2 separate regions of the Mus musculus genome follow, and region 1 is linked to region 2. The links are chromatin contacts, called in public capture Hi-C maps. All regions are on one chromosome and are shown on one strand. The core of a region is the stretch at or near the end of the contact, and the rest is flanking DNA. Distances in the headings are between cores, read along the strand shown.

Region 1 (2,700 bases), core at 66-2,565, 720 kb after region 2:
GGCTTCTGGGGGGCTCCGCCTTCTCTCCAGGGGCGCACCGCGGCGTCTGTGCTCGCAGCAGCACCGACCCCTTCAGTAGACCCTAATGGCCAAACTGATCCTGGCGCAGCCTCCACACTCCCTGGCCCTTTCGGGGGGGTACCTCAGATGGAAGAAGAAAAGCAGGTAGCTAAGTTGAGTAGGCACGGCAAAGAGAATCCAAGCGGCCCGACCCTCTCGGCCAGGAACGGTGTAAGGAATGCGGGAGGCAGCCAACTCAAGGGCACGATTCAGCTCGCGGCGGGCGACAGTGCTTAGGACACTACCGGGAGCTTCCGAAGGCGTCCCGAGGTTGCCAATGGGGTACTGCCCTAAACAAACCTGGGGGAGCGAGACACAAATATACACTCCTGGGATGAATCCACCTGTATTTCCCCCTTTGCCCCTTCTCCTGTCCTGGCTAGGAGCTGGCAGACAGCCCGCGACAGCCCCAACGCACGCGGGACCTGGGGCGCGCCCCGGCACCGCTTACCTTGGCTTCCTAGGGACTGCTGCGCGGGCTTCCGCATCCACTCGCACAGGTTTCGCCGCTGGCCGCTGGGGGACAGCTGTTCGGCGGCGGCGGTGGCTGCGGGCCCCGGGGGGCCGAGGTTGAGCGTCTGCAGCAAGCCGGAGGCGCAGGACGGCGAGGCGGCCGGATGGTGCGGGTGATGATGCGGGTGATGGTGCGCGTGGTATTCGGCGGGGCTGCTGTAGCCCATAGCGGCGGCCGGGGAGCCACCATTGAGACCGTGGGCTACCGCGTTGGCTGCCGCAGCGCCCCCGGGTGCGTAGCCATTCCAGTCCTCGCGGAGAGGGGCGCCGTACGCGGTGGGCCAGGATGGCCCTGGGGACTGAGCGCTGTCCAAGTTCGCCGTAGCAGCCGCCGCGGCCGCCACGTGGTAACCACCGTAGTCCGGGTACTGCGGAGGACTGACAAAGTTCTGCGGAGCCAGGTTCAGGCCGCCGGAGTGGCGCACGGAGCTAGGATACATGCTCACGTCCTTGTCCAGAAGGTAGCTCACGTACATGGTGGCGAGGGACCCAGAGCAGACCTCACCATGCTGTCTGGGGACAAACGTTGAAGGCTGCCAGAGGCGCGAGGCGCAGGGGGCTAGAGATAAAGGTAGCTGGCTGCACCTCAGCCCACGGTGCTCCGTCGGCTCCTTGCAGAGCTTCTGCCTCCCGGGCAGTCCCTCCCTCCGTCCTGCCTCCTCCCCTCTCTTCCTTCTTTCCTCCCACCTCCTTGCCAGTAAGCTGTAGAGGCGGGGATGACCCGCCGCAGGTTGGCTCGCGGAGTCCCAGGCCAGCGGCCTTACGTGATTAACGAGTGTTTACAAGACTCTATTAGTAATGACACAGACACCAATGGCTGGAGACGTCGAGGCGCAGCGCGCTACGCACACAGTCCCCACCACCACCACCCCCAGAAACACGATTTGCATTTTAAAAGTTGGGGAGGGGGGCGCTCCTGAGAGGGCAGCGACCAGATCACAGCTGAATATTCAGGCCCTTCTTGCTAGCTACGAGCTTCCTCCTTCCAACCTGGGTGCACTTTAACCTCCAATCACAGGTTCAAAGACTGAAATGAAGAGACTTGCAAACGCCTTGGGAAGTCCAGAAAGGCAGGCTTGGTGGGAAGCTGGGTTTGGAAACGGGCGGGCGCAGCCTTTCGTACATTCTCAGGCAGAAGGTGGTCAAGAAAGGGGGGGGGGGGGAGGGAAGTCATTGCTTTGAAGAGCTTTCTGACCAACCCAGGAGGTAGGTGGCTTGTAGAGCTGCGGTGAAGGCTATTCCTTCCCGCTCTGAGAACCAGGAGGAGACTGACGGACGGACGGTCGGACAACCCTCAGCAATACATTTATTTCCTTGTCAAAGGAAACCACTCGGCCTCTACAAAAGAGAAAAGACGATTCTACCTCCAGGTTGCGCCCCCCACCCCAGGATTTGTCTTACAGTTAAGATTTAAGTTCAAGGAAAGCAATTCATTTTTAAAAACTATTACATTAAACAATCGAAACCCTCTTCAAAGCCAACAACTGGACCCACGATATGGAAGGCAGTAATTAGTGGATGGCTGGGATCCTGATATATTTCTCTCCCTTAAGCAAAATGCTAATTACACGACGTATTCGGTTTGAAACTTCCACAATTACACTTGTGTTTTTCCTGAGTGTATTTAAGAGTTTGTTTGTTTTGTTTTGTTTTAATCAAGGGAAGTATTTGTGCTGACACCTATCTAGTTATTCTTGTCTTATGTCATGCTTAAAACACTTTCTTCTGAGGAGAGATAGCTCAGCCAGAACACTGCCTGCTCTTGCGGAGGACCCATGTTCAATTCCCAGTACCCATTTGGTGGGCTCAAAACTCCAGAACTCCAGCCCAAGTAGATATGACACCCTCTTTTGGTGTCCAGCCACCATACGTGAGTGATACAGAGGCATACATGCAGTCAAAAACAGCCATACCCATAAATAATAATAAAATAAATATTAAAGCATTAAATTAGTTTAAAACAGCACTCTGTCCTTTATAAAGTGAAAGCTCTCTCTGCAGAAATTTGCTTTTCATCCCACGGAATGAATCCACCGTTGTCGCTATTCATTACTGCTACGGAAGAAAATACTTTTCTGAGCCAAGGCTGAGGTTGGAACCCTACAGGAGAACCTTTGGGTGTGGGAG
Region 2 (2,700 bases), core at 45-2,544:
TTCCTGAGCTGCACAAGACAATGTCCCAGGGGTTGACAACGAGCTCGGGTTCTGACTCCGCAACAGAGCCCTGGGAGGGGACAGCGGCTGAGATGTTCTCTGGAGCACCGGCATCTATACAGTCCCGAGGCAGCCCGCTTAAATTGACCTTCGGGTCTTCGTTCATTTTAACCCCTGTCCTCTTCAACGGAAAGACAGGCTTTTTAATGTTTGGGTACAGTAGGGTGCCAATCCAAGATCATGCAAAACACACAGAGAAAGACAGACAACCCTGGGCTCAGCTATCAGTGTCAAAATGCCACGAGCTTCAGGAATTAAAAACAAAAGCTAAAGTCTGCAACCGAAATGCTGTTTGTCTCTGAGGGAAACACGGATCAGGACTCCCGAGGCGGCACATGCACACTCGCACACTTGCCAAAACGCTGAAAACCGACATTGGCTAATTGCATCTCCCATGCCGAAAACCAACAACTGTTTGACATCTGGGCTGCTGAGAGAGCACCGCCCAGCAGCCACAAGTCTGCAGGAGGGTGGAATATTTTAAGGGCCCCAAACTCCCACCCTTCCCAAACATACCTCACGCGCGAGCACACCCCCAAACACACCTCCAGACTCAAACAAAGGGGTGGGGTCCCAGTCTCTCCCATGTGCACCGCTCAGAGTGCAAGGGCTACAAAAAAGGTAGGTGTGTACCACAGAGGTGCCCAGACAGACAGAGAGAAAGATATGCATGCATTTGGCACCGCTCCCCTAGCAGCGGGGACGCGCAGCCTGCGGGGCAGGGGGTTACCGGGGGTCACCTTGGCACGCCCTGGCCGAGGGGTGGCTCCTTCAGTGCTGCCGAATAGCTCGGGCCACCCGCGTGGCACGTCCGTGGTGGCGCCCGCGGCAGGTGAGCTGCGGTGCTCGCGCCCGGCTCTCCGCCCTCCGCGCTCCCCGCCGGGCGCGCATCCGCGGGAACCCCACGAGGCTGCGCGCGCCCCCGCAGGTCGCAGCTGCGTGAGGGGCGGGAGCCCGCCACCGTGGACGCCCGCCTGCAACAGTCATGCGAAGACCCACTCGAACGGCCGGAGAGTCTGGCGACCTACTTTGATCCTGTGGCTTCCCCGAGGCGCCCTTGACCCTGGGGCTCGGCTTCTTATGCTTTCCCCTAAAGAATTGTAAACGGCCGGGTTTTCGGGATGAACAGGAGGAATGCGGGGTAAGCAGGTTAGGGCTGGCGGAGGAGACTTACAACAGCAAGCGACTCCCTCTCTTAGATTGCAGTTGGCCGGTCTGCAAATTATTGTTCCCTTGGGGACGTTCGCTTAACTGGATAGGAGCTGCTGCTACTTAGATCGCCCAGCTGCACTTATTAGGCACTCTCGGAGCCGTTCGCGAGTGGAAATCATTTAGGGCATTCTTGCAAAAGCTTCCTTCAGGCACTGGCCCAAACCCAATTCATTTAAGTACCCAAGTGACACTTATTAATTTATTGTTTCCTGTACCTCATCCGCGGAGTCTAGGGTTAAGATCCTGAAGGTTGCCTGCCGGAAAAGGACTAGCCTGTGTCTCTCATCCTGGAACCGGATCAGATCTTAAATTTAATCACGCTCTCCAGCCTAAAGGTGGGAGGAGAAAAGTCCTATTTCCGTGTGACCTCAATGTTGTGCAAGGCAAAGGATCCTGAGGACCCTTCATATGGGGTTATCATCAGATGCATCTGCCTCCCCTGTGTCTCACTGAAATTCCTACTCCAGCCTACCAGGCTCCAAGTCTTAGATCTCTTTTTACCCCATGTTCCCCCACCCCAGCCCCAGCCCCGCGCGCATCCATCAGCAGCTGTCTCTACCGTGTCATGCTCCTGGTACCAAAACCCTCCCTTCACCTCCCTGGTTACAACCTTCCTCTAGCCGCCCCTTCCCCCTTTCTCACTAAGGCAACACACTAAACCCGGTGTGACCTTGCCATAATGCAGCAGATCCGTTCCGCCCAACCTGAGCTCTCACACTGCTTCTGAACTCTCTCCCTGGACATTCTGCTTTGGGACACGTGGAGCTGTTGAGTTTTCTGCTGAGTCTTCTCATGTCCCCCAAAAGGCTCCAGGACTCTTTCTGAGTCCTGTATTCCCTGCGGCAACACTTCTGAAACTTGACTTAGAAACCAGCAGTTCTGGGGTTGGGGTCCCGGCGTCAGTCCCAAGATGCTGGTGATGCCGACCTGCGGGTCACACTTTAAGAAACGAGGTTCTATGGAGTTTAATAGTCGTGTGTATGGAAAGGAGACATCACTTGCGTCAAGGACCGTTTGAAAGCCTGCGTGAACAAATTCACGAAGACATTATCTTAGCACTCACAGACACACCCTGGACCAGTGGTAAGACAAAAATCAACATTATCCCAGGTAGCAGGTACTGCTGTGAAGGGATGCTCCTGTCTCTTTTCATTTCTTTGTAATAAGCGGAAGCATTTTTAGAACAGAGCAATGGGAAATGAGCAATGTGGGGCTGGAGAGGTGGCTCAGTGGTTACATGCTCTGACTGCTCTTGCAGTGGACCTGGGTTCAGTTCCAGGCGCGTATAAGGTGACTCACAACCATCTGCAACTCCAGTTCCAGGGAATACGACGCCCTCTTCTGGCCTCCTGGAGCATTACATGCACAAGGTACACACAATACAAGCAAACACTTAATATACATAAAATAAACAGGTTGTTTAAAAAA

Evidence for each region. Capture Hi-C pulls out chosen DNA fragments and counts their contacts.
Region 1: a contact with region 2 is called in a capture Hi-C map of macrophages, with 4 times the contacts expected there. The contact joins the promoter of Cdx2 here to the promoter of Gpr12 in region 2. A contact is called at or near these places in 7 of 39 promoter capture datasets (the C10 cell line, embryonic stem cells, liver and 2 more), 3 of 484 Hi-C or Micro-C datasets (B cells and embryonic stem cells), 2 of 115 datasets of contacts at active chromatin or transcription factors (embryonic forebrain and forebrain) and 4 of 9 other capture datasets (adipose tissue, embryonic stem cells, liver and 1 more).

What each region holds. Positions count from the first base shown.
Region 1 is chr5:147,305,934-147,308,633 of GRCm38.p6, forward strand. Cdx2 (caudal type homeobox 2) reads right to left here and starts at 1,316. Exons shown (of 3, transcript NM_007673.3): 1 at 512-1,316. The coding sequence starts at 1,049.
Region 2 is chr5:146,583,945-146,586,644 of GRCm38.p6, forward strand. Gpr12 (G-protein coupled receptor 12) reads right to left here and starts at 1,295. Exons shown (of 2, transcript NM_001359056.1): 1 at 801-1,295; 2 at 1-181. The coding sequence starts at 166. Gm34333 (a long non-coding RNA gene) reads right to left here. Exons shown (of 4, transcript XR_377206.1): 4 at 2,672-2,700.